Linked DNA regions of Mus musculus: regions 2 and 3 are each linked to region 1. The links are chromatin contacts, called in public promoter capture Hi-C maps. All regions are on one chromosome and are shown on one strand. The core of a region is the stretch at or near the end of the contact, and the rest is flanking DNA. Distances in the headings are between cores, read along the strand shown.

Region 1 (4,085 bases), core at 600-3,099:
CATAAGAGATTCACTATCTCAAAAACCAAACCAAACCAAACAAACAACCAAACAAAGATGGCCACCTGCCTCTGCCTCCCAAATGCTGGGATTAAAGGTGTTCACCACCAGGGTCAGCTAAATGAATAAAACACTGGGCTGGAGAGATGGCTCAGCCTGTAAAGGCTAGGCTCACAACCAAAAATAAAACATTCATGTGATTCACATGAAGATCACAGCCTTGCTCATAGTACTGGGCACATAGTGAGACAGCTGTTATTATGACAGGCTGAGGTGAAGAGACGATTTTGTCATTTTTATTATAGTAATTCTTAAGGCAAGATAAGTATAACAGCTAAATATCAAAACAACAGTGGAGAGCACAGTTGAGAACTGTAGTTAGCAAAAAAAAAAAAAACCAAAAAAAAAAAAAACAACAAAGAACTGTAGTTAGCTCATTACTCTCTGTCAAATTTGTCTGGAAAGGAAGGATTACAATCTGTCAGGCTTGTTGACTTCCTTGAACTTAAAGAAACGTTATAAATGCCTTACACTTGCGCATTTATTTGTTGATTTTTTTTTTTATTATTACAAGCTTCCTGCCCACACTGGACTTGCTGTTCACAGTCATCCCCATTCTGACTAATAACAACAAGTCCTGCGTTACTATTACAAGGAAACTGCATCTTTAATTTACATACATGATTTCCTTCCATGTCTCAGATCTTAGATCTGAAAGGGCTGGGAAGTGATGAAGCTCACATTGACCTTTGTGTCAGTTCTGAGGCCAGTGGGACAAGATGTGAAACAGAAAGGGAAGGAAAGCAAGGAGCTGGGTGGCTCTGGGTGACTATGAAGTCTAGTTCCCTCTCATAAATCACGTAGAAGACCGGGGTAACGACGTGAGTGTTCTAATAACAGGTCTAGCAAGAAGCCCTGCTTTGGCTTTTTATCATCTTCCAGAACTTAACAGAGAAGGGAACCACAGATTTTTTTTTTAAGGTGGTAGTAATTATACAGCAATGTTGCTTCCAAGGTGGATCTCTTAGAAACACTAATTTGCTTGGACAATGTTGTAAGGAAGATCTGTGTAAATATTGATCTATTTCACCAACTTTCAAACTTTTCATTGTTTTCTAAAACAAATGACAGTTTCTGCTATTTATCCAGTGCCTAAAATTTTGAAGTATTTTGTCTACATAGGTCAAGATATTTATTTTTAATTTAAAAACCGTGTGTGTATTCACGTGGGCGGGCACACGCGCCATAGAACGCGTGTTGAGATCAGAGGATAATTTGCAGGAGTCAGTGCTCTCCTTCTACCGAATTTAGGTTGCCAGGCTAGGTAGCACGATGGCCCTAATTATTTAAATAATACATTTTTTCTCACCATTTTAAAAAGAACCAACCATTCAGAGGCTTTCATTGGGACGTGAAAATGCACGGTTACCATACTGGTTTCGTGAAGCCAGCCGACTAAGACCAGGGCAGCTGGTCCGCAGCCTTAGAGCCTCATCGAATTTGCATAATTAACAATATCGTCTTCAGTTACATTTTTTAGTTTTCAGTGTTCTCGGTGACGAGAAGCGAGAACCTGCGACAGGAGCATGATAAAAACAAATGACTTCCAGGTAGCGTACTTAAAGCTCCTATCAGGTATTCCGGGAGGAGCTTTTTCCGGTCTCCGAGGCGCGAGGATTTAGCCCCGCCCCCAGCCCCGCCCCCGCAAAAGATGCATTCCCAGACCGGAAAAGGTTCTTGCTGCAATCCTATAGTCAACCACAGGGAGGCGACAGCGGCTTCGCTAGAAAAGAGGGGCTCCCCAATGGCGGAAGCGGAAAAGGCGGGACTTACGAAGCACGTTCAGTCAATCACTAAGAGTGAGGCTGAAAGGTGGCTGTTCTCTACGCTTATCGGCCGCCCGGCTGCTTGTGAAGTTCCAGCCTCATGGCGGAGATAATTCAGGAACGTATAGAAGATCGAATCCCGGAGTTGGAACAGCTGGAGCGCATCGGACTCTTCAGTCACGCGGAGATTAAGTGAGAGAGGATCAGGGAAGAGGAAGGAGCGGGGAGGCCGGAGGGGAGCTTGAGGCCAGTGTGTGGCGGGGACCGGCGTGCTGACTTTTCTGAGTTTGTTTGTAGCTACCATGCTAGCAGAGGGAAAAGTCCGTGGCTGGAATTTGACCACGGTCAGAATTCAACTTTAACGTATTGCAATGCGATCCATAATCAGTCCGTTTACCCTTCCTACTGACCGTCATCCAATGGTCAGGGTCTTGCGGCCGTAAAGGTGATCCAGCCAGGATCCTAGCCCGTCAAGGATACTGGGCAGTGTGAATGGCGGGAGAATTCCGATTAGAAAATGGTTATAGTTTAAAAGTTTGGGGTATACAGCTTTAGATAGTCGAGTACAGCGCCACGGAAGCCCAGGGGGAGTGGGTAGGTCTCCCTAACTAAACTTATAGACTGAAGACCATTCAATTCATTTCCTATGCTTCTTTAGCGCTCTGCCACAGGGCACGGAATATAGTTGGCATTTGGTAATTTGGTAAAATCAGTTACTTTTAGTGATTTTCTGTAACAGTTTACTTTTCTATGACTCTAGATAAAAGTGCAGTAGTAGTGTGAGTGTAGGATCCGCAAAGAAAAACGTTAGGAAACACCGCGAGGACGCTTAGAAAGTGCTAAATGTTGCCCGGAGTCAGGGCACCGGCCTTCAATCCCAGGACTTGGGAGGCAGAGGTGGGCGGATCCCTGTGAGTGCTACCTGTCTGGAAAAACAAGGGGGGCGCGGTGCTAAATGTGTTACCATTCTTAAATATTGTCTTGAGTATTCTGTTTTTCTTAGAACACATGTATGCTCACTCCTTTGTCGTAATATTTAGTTAGAGACAATTTAGGTTTTAAGAATTTACATGCTGAAAATAGACCCAAGATTTTAGGATAGAGATTTGGTTAACAAAAACCTAAGCATTGAAGCTAAGAGCATTGCAGAGTGCTTGCTTAGCATGCCAACGCCTTGAGTTTGATTCTAGAGAATGTATACATACACACACACACACACACACACACACCCCAAGACAAGCCCCTAAGTAGCCTAAATTTGGAGGAGAAATCTTTGTTAGTATGTATAAATAATAAAAAGCATTAGGCATTATTTACTTTGCTGGTGGGAACAGTAATGATCTTGGCAACTGAGGTGATTTTCCTGAAAGTTTAAAACTGTATGTGGATGTTCTTAACAGCATAGAGTAAGTGTGTAACAGCATAGAGTAAGTGTGTAAGAGAATGCGTGCTTTGCCTGTGGAAGATAACTGTGTTCAGGAACTAGATGTTCCTGTTAAATGTCCGTTTTCGGTATATCCCAAATAAAAATCACATTTAACCTCTCAAATGTCACAGTGTAATTTGCTCTCTCTGCAGGGCTATCATCAAGAAGGCTTCCGACCTAGAATACAAAATACATCGGAGAACCCTTCTCAAGGAAGACTTTATCAACTATGTTCAAGTGAGTGAGTCTATAGCTTTTTAATTCCCTTCAAGAATTTTTTTTTTTTTTGGTTTTTCGAGACAGGATTTCTCTGTGTAGCCCTGGAACTCACTTTGTAGACCAGGCCGGCCTCGAACTCAGAAATCCACCTGCCTCTACCTCCCAAGTGCTGGGACTAAAGGCGTGCGCCACCACGCCCAGCTCCCTTCAAGAATTTTAAATCAGACAGTGGTGAGCTTCACAGCAGTTTTCTACAGAAATCCAGAATTCTATGATTGTGTGCACGTTTTTTAAAATTAGGATCAGAGATGACTGTGTGGAGGGCAATTGCCCAATAAGGCTTGGTCCTTGTCAGAGTGAACTATTTCCTCCTGTTGGGTCAGTAGATCAGCAACATCATTGTGTATCAGGATTTTAGCAGGAAACTTGTCTTCTGGCAGTGGGCCTGCTAGAGGAGTTTGACAACGGCAGGCGGTTGGAAGGTCTGTAGAGGGCTTGCTTAGCACTGTCAACCTGCAAAAGAGGTTTGCTTTGAGATTTTTTCCATCTTCTAAATGGACAAGAGATTGATGTTGAGATTAAACATATAGGATGAATTGTCAAAGGAGGGAGAA
Region 2 (4,085 bases), core at 709-3,208, 1.8 Mb after region 1:
TGCTGGGATTAAAGGCGTGGGCTACCACGCCCGGCTTGGGTTTTGTTTTTGCTTGTTTGTTTTGTTTTTGGAACAGGATCTCTCTATGTAGCTTTGGCTGTCCTGGAACTTGCTATGTAGACCAACCTGGGCTTGAACTGCTGGGAATAAAGGTGTGTATAATCCACATCTGGCTTAAAAATCCTTTTTTTTTTTTTTTTCTTTTTTTGTTTTTTTCAAGACAGGGTTTCTCTGTATAGCCCTGGCTGTCCTGGAACTCACTCTGCAGTCTAGGCTGGCCTCGAATTCAGAAATCTGCCTGCCTCTGTTAAAAATCCTTTATAATAAGTTTGTGTACGGGTATGTGCACATAAGTACAGGTGTCCACAGAGATATGACTTCTGGGAATCCAACCAGGTCCTCTGAAAGAGAACTACATGATCTTTTTTTTTTTTTTTAAAGATTTATTTATTATTTTATGTAAGTACACTGTAGCTGTCTTCAGACACACCAGAAGAGGGAGTCAGATCTTGTTACGGATTGTTGTGAGCCACCATGTGGTTGCTGAGATTTGAACTCTGGACCTTCCGAAGAGCAGTCGGGTGCTCTTACCCACTGAGCCATCTCACCAGCCCGAACTACATGATCTTAAGTGTTGACCGTCCTTCTAGTCCTTCTAATCCCTTAAACTGTATTCTTCCCAGTTGGTACTGTTATAGGCTTCTGACACTGCAAACTTCTTCCCTAAGACTAGAAATTGCTCACGAACTGAAATTTTAAGGACCTTAACACAGCTACCAGATGCTATAACCACCCACTGTTTTAGACCTAGGGGAATAAACATTTTTCTTTTAAAAACTACAACTCAAGCCGGACGTGGTGGCGCACGCCTTTAATCCCAGCACTCGGGAGGCAGAGGCAGGCGGATTTCTGAGTTCGAGGCCAGCCTGGTCTACAAAATGAGCTCCAGGACAGTCAGAGCTATAAAGGGAAACCCTGTCTCAAAAAACAAACAAAAAACAAACAAACAAACCAACAAAAAAAACCTACAACTCAGGCCACGTAGTGTTGGCACAGGCCTTTTAATCCAAGCACTCAGCAGTCAGAAGTATGTAGATCTTGGTGAGTTCAAAGCCAGCCTCCTCTACAGAGTGAGTTCCAGGACAGCCAGAACTAGAGAAAGAGAAACCCTCTCTCGAAAAGAACAACTCAAAACGAAACAAAACAGAACAGAACAAAACCAAACCAAAACCTAGGGACCCTAGGGTAAGAACACTGGCTGATCTTCTGAAGGTCATTAGTTTAAATCCCAGCAATCACATGATAGCTCACCGGTAATGAGACCTGGCACCTTCTTCTGGAACAAATGAAGACAGCTACAGTGTACTTAAGTATAATAATAAATAAAATAAATCTTTGGACCAGAGAGCAAACGGGGCCGACTGGAGTGAGCAGAGTTCCCAAAAATTCAATTCATGCTGGGCAGTGGTGGCGCACGCCTTTAACCCCAGCACTCCGCAGGCAGAGGCAGAGGCAGGCAGATTTGAGTTTGAGGTCAGCCTGGTTTACAGAGTGAGTTCCAAGACAGCCAATCTACACAGAAAAACCTTGTCTCGAAAAACAAGAAAACAAACAACAAAAAAATTAATTCCTGACAATCACATGAAGACTCAACCATCTGTACAGCTACAGTGTACTCATATACATAAAGTAAATAAATCTTTAGAAAAAAACAAAAACAAAAAGCCAAAACCTACAATTCCCCCAGAGAAACCCTGTGTCGGAAAACCAAACTAAACCAAACCAAAAAACGCCACATTTCCCAAGAAGCCCTTTCAAAGGGAAAGGTGGCGCATGCTTGGTCTCCCACTCTAGGGAATTAAATGGAACTACAATTCCCAAGAAGCCTCATATTACAGTTCATCCAATCAGTGCTATATATAAGCTATCGCGAGACTTTTATGAGCCTCCATTCTATAAGCTCATGGGAATTGGGCTGGGCCATCCTTTTCAGCCAAGATGGCGCCGAAAGCGAAGAAGGAAGGTATGTTGCGGTATGGGAATCTGTCAGGTCGGTCTTGGATACCCGCAGAGCGAACTCGCGGGGAAGAAGAATGCCCGGCTAAGCCATGGGGGGCTTGTTCTGTGGCTACTGTCGCGACTAGGCCCCGCTGCGGGGTATGAGGACCGCGTGGGCCAAGCCGCATGGGCTGGTTCCAGTGCAGGGGATTGGCAAAGCCACCGGGCCGGCAGCGGCCGCCACTGATGGCCAAGCATTTGACTTTGGGAAGCTCCTTAACATCCACAGGGTGGCGCTCCGGGTCTCCAGACCTATAAGGGATTAAAAGTAGTCCTTATTCGCCCTTTCCCCACGTTAAATGGGGTTATACGCACCCACGTGATGGTACAACGGGTTAATTATCTTTGCCTGTGGTATCGTGCATATGATGGAAAAAATCTGAAGTCTCCTGAGACCTGTGATGTCTTCAAAGGAACCACTGATGCACATGCTGGCAGGACGGCCGGAAGGGGTCACTTTACGAATGCCACACTTAATTTTAATTGTCCTCTCCCAGCTCCTGCCCCTCCCAAAGCCGAAGCCAAAGCGAAGGCCTTGAAAGCTAAGAAGGCGGTGCTGAAAGGCGTCCACAGCCACAAAAAGAAGAAGATCCGAACGTCACCCACCTTCCGGCGGCCCAAGACCCTGCGGCTCCGGAGGCAGCCAAAATATCCTCGGAAGAGTGCGCCCAGGAGAAACAAGTCAGTAGGGACCCTGGACCCAGTAGCATGTAGTAGGGCATTAGGAGTTCTTAACGTAGCTTCCCTTATAAAACACAATTGTTGAAGGAGCTGGTGCGGTGGAAGTGTGAGGTTATTTAGTCAGTGTTTGAAAGTTGACTTCAAAGAGATGTTGCTTATCTTGGTTCCAAGTGATAGGGGACTTGTTGGAACACAGGAGAGTGTTGATTAAGATGTCCAATTGGGGAGTGATGGCCTTCGAATAGTGTTATGAAACACACTTTTTTTTTTAAGATTTATTTGTTTTTTTATTTACATGAGTACACTGCAGCAGTCTTCAGATACACTCACTAGAAGGGGGCATCGGATCCCACTACAGACATTTGTGAGCCACCGTGTGGTTGCTGGGAATTGAACTCAGGACCTCTGGAAGAACAGTCAGTGTTCTCAACAGATGAGCCATCTCTCCAGCCTGAAAGACACTTAATTGATCAAATTCTGACGCTACTCAAAGGAAGTTTGAGAGAATGCTTACTGAAAAGTGTTTTGTCTATGGGGGAAGTACTCACCAGACACAATTCATTGCCTATTTGTACCTAGAATTTTTGAGTCATTACTTGGCAGTTGCATAAGTAAAAACTTGGCTTTTCAGAATCTTAAGAAAAAGTTGTTTCCTGATAGCTCAAGGCCAATTTTAGAGTTGCATTGTTTTCACCATGCTTGGTGGTTATTCTGTAATGCTGGGTGGTGGAGGCTAGAGAATCTCAAGTCCAAGGTCATCTTGGGGTTCATGTCTCAGATCAGAGGGGCGGGTGTGAGTGAGTGTGGCTCTTGGATTTCAGGCTAGCTTGTGCTGTATTGTGAGCCCCTGCCTCAACTACACTCTTGGGGTGTAGCCAACCTCTAGCAATTGAGCACAATTTTCTCTATAGTTATTTATTTGATCTGGTCTCATAATAGTAAATGTGGAACTCCAGTGGATAAATGCATAAATTAAACTTGATTCTTTAGTCAAGAGAATATACAGGATTTGACTGTAAATGGGAAGTTGAGCCCATAGTGGTTTGGGTGCATGTGATGACATTATTTAGCGACCAAAGTCTGATAAAGATGATTGTGATCTATTGTCTGATGCACCTATTCTTTCCTAGTCTGGTTCTAAAGTAAACCATGTGTTGAATGCTGGCACCAGGGCAGCTAACTCCATTTTCCTCTCCCATCTCTCCCTAGGCTTGACCACTATGCTATCATCAAATTCCCACTGACCACGGAGTCAGCCATGAAGAAAATAGAGGACAACAACACTCTTGTGTTCATTGTGGATGTCAAGGCCAATAAGCATCAGATCAAACAGGCTGTCAAGAAAC
Region 3 (4,085 bases), core at 694-3,193, 1.7 Mb after region 1:
GTTCAGCTGCAAAGAGACGGATAGAATCCTCTGGAAACCAACCAACAGTAGACCACAGGGAGTAGAGATCCATGCTGCAGTAGCTACACACTGCAAAGTAACACAAGTCTAGGCAATACTGAGGTCTATACATAATGCCTAGGCTCAAGGCATTATGGACCTCCTGCCCAAACTAATGCCACCATCTGTTTCCCTCTTTTGGAATATAGAAATGTTATGAGGAGTGGAGCCAAACAAAGGCAGAATAATGTCAGGTGGGGAGGGCAGTATATGGATCTTTGGGGGTGAAGACAAAGCTCAGTCACTCACTAATAAAGAGGTGTTGTTTCCCCTGCCAGCTGTCCCCCAAACTGTGTACAAAAGGATGGTTGATCTGTCGCTATGGACAAAGAAAACAGCAAGTTAGGAAAACAAGCTTCTTGATGATAAAGGCAGCTAAGAAATCACATGTTGCCTTGTGTAGAAGTGAACTGCTGCTTCACCTTCTGATTCAGAACTCATTTAGGACTCTTGGAAAACCTTGGAGCCAGCACACTGCTTAGGAGCACACCACGATACACTGTAGAGTCCCCTGGCAGAACTTGGAGCTTGTCCTCAGCTAATAACTACTTTTCTCAGGATTTACTTTGGTGCTATCTACTCCAGGACGGACACATACAGGGAAGGTAGACCCAAGAAAACCAGGTAAGTTGGAAAAAGGTACTTTCTCCAACAAATTCAGGTCTCCAGCCATGCTTTCAGAACTCTGCATACCTGGATGCTAACCTCTTCTTTGCACTGCCTCAGCGTATCCCGCTGTAGAACTTTTACTTTGGGCACCACCTATAAGTGTAGAGGCATGGTAACTCATGAAAATCATGCTATTTTAACTTGTTCCCCCTAATCTCTGGAACTAAAGATTGTAAACAGGATCTACTGAGTAAGCTACATCGCTTGACTTCCTACCTTCACTGCAAATACAGCTTTCTGGGCACAATCTAGCACTTTCAGGACAGTTCCAAACGAACCTTTAGCCACAAGGCCTAAAATCTGAACAAAGAAGAGGGAAACTGAGACTGGTTGTTTGTAGATTCCTCCCTAAAACAGACACTTCCCAGGGGCTATGGTGACCTACCTTCAGCTCCTGCTGCTCCCTAACAGGCCTCACGGGAAACTCTGGTAGAAAGAGGCTGATGAACTGAGGCACTGGCCACTCAGACTGAGGCTTCTCTAGTAGCAGTGGGGCTGGCTGGAGCAGCTCCTGATGTAGGCACTGATGCCTCTGTAGTCCCCATAGTTCTTCCAGACCTGACCTGATGGTCCCCATACCACACCAGAGGCTCTTCCAGCCTTGGACCCAGTGACCCTGGATGTTGTCACCCTGCTGAGAAGGGAGCCATTCTAAGCCTGCTCATGAAGCACTGCAGGTTCTGCCCATCTTAACAGGCACCCCTTCCTCTAGTCTTAACCAATGCTGTGGTGACCCCCAACCATAAAACTGTTACTTCATAACTGCAGTATAAGTACCTGATATGCAGGATATCTAATGTAACCCGTGTGAAAGGAGTCACAACACACATGCTGACAACCACTTATCTAGAGGGAAGGAAAATTCCCAGGCTTTGTGATGTGACCTAAATTTCCTTGACTTAATTCAAAATCTCCATGACAATAACAGGTTTATGTTTTCACAACAAAACAGGAATACAACCTGTGCATAAGTGAGTTCTATAGCCTTTATGCCCACCCCAACAATGGATATCAGTGACAGTCTCCTAACTGGGCACTTTCTAGCCTCAGGCCCCTACATCTTTCATTTCCCTCCCATAGGCAGCCAGAGCCTATACCAGAGCCCCATACCCTACCTTCTGAGGAGCAGACACCCGGGTGTGTTGTCCCTGCCGACAGCTTACTGCTCCCATTTCCAGCCTCTGCCTCTTTTCGCGCTGCTAAATCTGTTGTCCAAGTTACATAAGCAATTCCTCCCTCTGATGCTGCATTACCCATGAGCCCCACCTCTTCCAGTGTACACAGACCCATCAGCTTTAGGTCAGCATCATACCCAAACTGGGAAGTATATGTGATTGTGGTAAGACTTCAAGGCAGAGGAGAAAGACAAGACCAGTCATTACTGGGGCAGTTAAAAAATGTGTTGGGTTAGTGAGGAGGGAAGGACACAGACAACTTGAACGCTTTTACTCAATACAATTAAAAAAGGCCAACATCAAATTTAAAATATTTTTTCTTTAAATCTCTTTTTTCTCCATTCTCCTGGGCATACCCCAGGGAGGAAAGTAAGGTACCCATGGCCAGCCCTGGCTCCTAATGCCATCCTCCCAAGTGAGCACAGACTGGGAAGTTTATCCCCCAAACCCAACACCTCTTAGACAACAAGGCAGTGGAGTGAGGCACAGAGGATCAGACTCCTTCCCTTAGCTTATTGGCACAAAGGGAGAGCAATTACATTTAGAAATATATATATATGTTTTATATATATATATCTTTATAAAAATTTATCATACTTGATCAAAACTATCCCCCAACCCTTTCTGTTGCCCCGAAAGAGCAGGATACTAGGCTTGGACACAATCCCTGGGTCTTCTGGTTTTCTTGCCCCTGTGGCCCTGGGTCTAATCCCATGAGAGGGAACCCAGCGCTTTGTCCACCATGCCCTGCAGGGACAGGCCAGCTGTTGAACAATGTCTCTCAGTTCCCATATGCCCCACAAATCCTGCAGGATGAAGGGAAGCTCTGCCCACCCTCAAGTCCCTGGATCCTGAGCCAGAGTCAATTCTATACTGTAGTCACTTGGGTCTCCACATCACTTGCGCCTGCCGAAGATGGACTTCTTGCCAGGGTTCTTGTCGCCCACACTTAAACCAATGAGGAGCCGAGCTTTCTCTTCTTCCTGCTGTTGCATGTTCAGGTCACACTTTGTTTCTAGCTTTCCCCGGACCTCAGACCCCGTTGCAGGTTTCAGCCTTAGTTTTTCTTTGATTACCTGGCAGTGGAAAGGAATAAAAGGAAAGGAAAAATTAGTGAAACGGGGTGTACAATTTAAAGTGAACCAATTCAAAGATTTATTAAGCTTATATGTAAACACAAAAGGGCACTTCAAAGTATATAGATAATAGTCTGCTTGTAAGAAGCTTACAATCTAATCAGAACCATCATAAAGCTGATGTTGTAGAAGCCCTTAATTCCCTCAAAATTAATGAGTCACTAGCATACCAGGGCAAAGGCATGGACAAACAAGGACAGATCAGTCATTATCTGCCCCTTTCCTGGCCATCTCTTAATACAGCACAGAAGAGAAGGCTCTTAAAAAGGCAATGTGCTTGCCAGTCCCTGCTAACGAAACAGCCATGAGCCCTGGCGAGATACCTGGGCAACCAGAGCTTTTCGGCTGTCCCTTTTGACAGCCATGGCAAAGTCCAGCCATGTCCACGTGTTGTTGTGGTACTCCAGACAGGGTAGCACCAAGTTAAGGTCGCCCCAGTCCACACTGTTCTTCTCACCCTGCAACAGGAAGAGAAAGAGGGAAAAGAGCTGCCATTTTGAATCTAAGCCAGAACTCTGAGTAGAATTCCTACAACAGCAACCGACATATTTGAATTCCCTCCCATTCTGGTGATGGGGCTGACTCCTGCAGAAAGCAGGACAGGTTTGTCACCCATGGCCCACTTTCACAGGAAGCCCAACTGTCACCCTGTCTATAATCTTTAGTCCCCTTCCTACTCTAAGTGCTGGGATGGAATATACCTTATAACTGACACACAGTGGAACTTGTGGGATTTTTATATATATGAAGGAGTTGTTCATGGCAGCTCGCTCTTTCATCTTGTCAATATCATCAACTGGGTGCTGGGAAAGACAGAAAAGGAGCATAAGCCCTAAAACCACCAGAGCAACCCAAGATGCTAAATTACTCCACTCTCAGTCCTGGAGAAGACTTAAGACCAAAGGAACAACACCCACCCAGGTCCACAGAAACTATTAATACCCATTTAAAAAATCTAAACATACTAAAATGTTTTTACCTTTTTGTTTCTTTTTTTGTTTTTTTTTTTAAGATTTATTTATTTATTATATGGAAGTACATTGTA

What was found. Promoter capture Hi-C pulls out the DNA fragments that hold promoters and counts their contacts.
Region 2: a contact with region 1 is called in a promoter capture Hi-C map of liver, with 3 times the contacts expected there. The contact joins the promoter of Rpl23a here to the promoter of Utp6 in region 1. A contact is called at or near these places in 2 of 39 promoter capture datasets (liver and pre-B cells), 1 of 115 datasets of contacts at active chromatin or transcription factors (astrocytes) and 1 of 9 other capture datasets (liver).
Region 3: a promoter capture Hi-C map of embryonic stem cells shows a contact between it and region 1, with 5 times the contacts expected there. The contact joins the promoter of Rskr here to the promoter of Utp6 in region 1. A contact is called at or near these places in 5 of 39 promoter capture datasets (embryonic stem cells, hippocampal neurons, liver and 1 more), 1 of 115 datasets of contacts at active chromatin or transcription factors (embryonic stem cells) and 1 of 9 other capture datasets (liver).

What each region holds. Positions count from the first base shown.
Region 1 is chr11:79,960,151-79,964,235 of GRCm38.p6, reverse strand. It overlaps Utp6 (UTP6 small subunit processome component), which reads left to right and starts at 1,849. Exons shown (of 19, transcript NM_144826.3): 1 at 1,849-2,018; 2 at 3,405-3,489. The coding sequence starts at 1,927.
Region 2 is chr11:78,181,457-78,185,541 of GRCm38.p6, reverse strand. Rpl23a (ribosomal protein L23A) reads left to right here and starts at 1,958. Exons shown (of 5, transcript NM_207523.2): 1 at 1,958-2,023; 2 at 2,556-2,739; 3 at 3,949-4,085. The coding sequence starts at 1,999. It overlaps Snord42b (small nucleolar RNA, C/D box 42B), which reads left to right and starts at 2,429; the gene lies at 2,429-2,483. It overlaps Snord4a (small nucleolar RNA, C/D box 4A), which reads left to right and starts at 3,786; the gene lies at 3,786-3,855.
Region 3 is chr11:78,288,699-78,292,783 of GRCm38.p6, reverse strand. Rskr (ribosomal protein S6 kinase related) reads right to left here and starts at 1,943. Exons shown (of 12, transcript NM_001287206.1): 1 at 1,845-1,943; 2 at 1,115-1,360; 3 at 946-1,029; 4 at 754-822; 5 at 310-379; 6 at 1-90. The coding sequence starts at 1,901. It overlaps 2610507B11Rik (RIKEN cDNA 2610507B11 gene), which reads right to left. Exons shown (of 39, transcript NM_001002004.2): 37 at 3,742-3,843; 38 at 3,364-3,498; 39 at 2,159-2,980. The coding sequence ends at 2,801.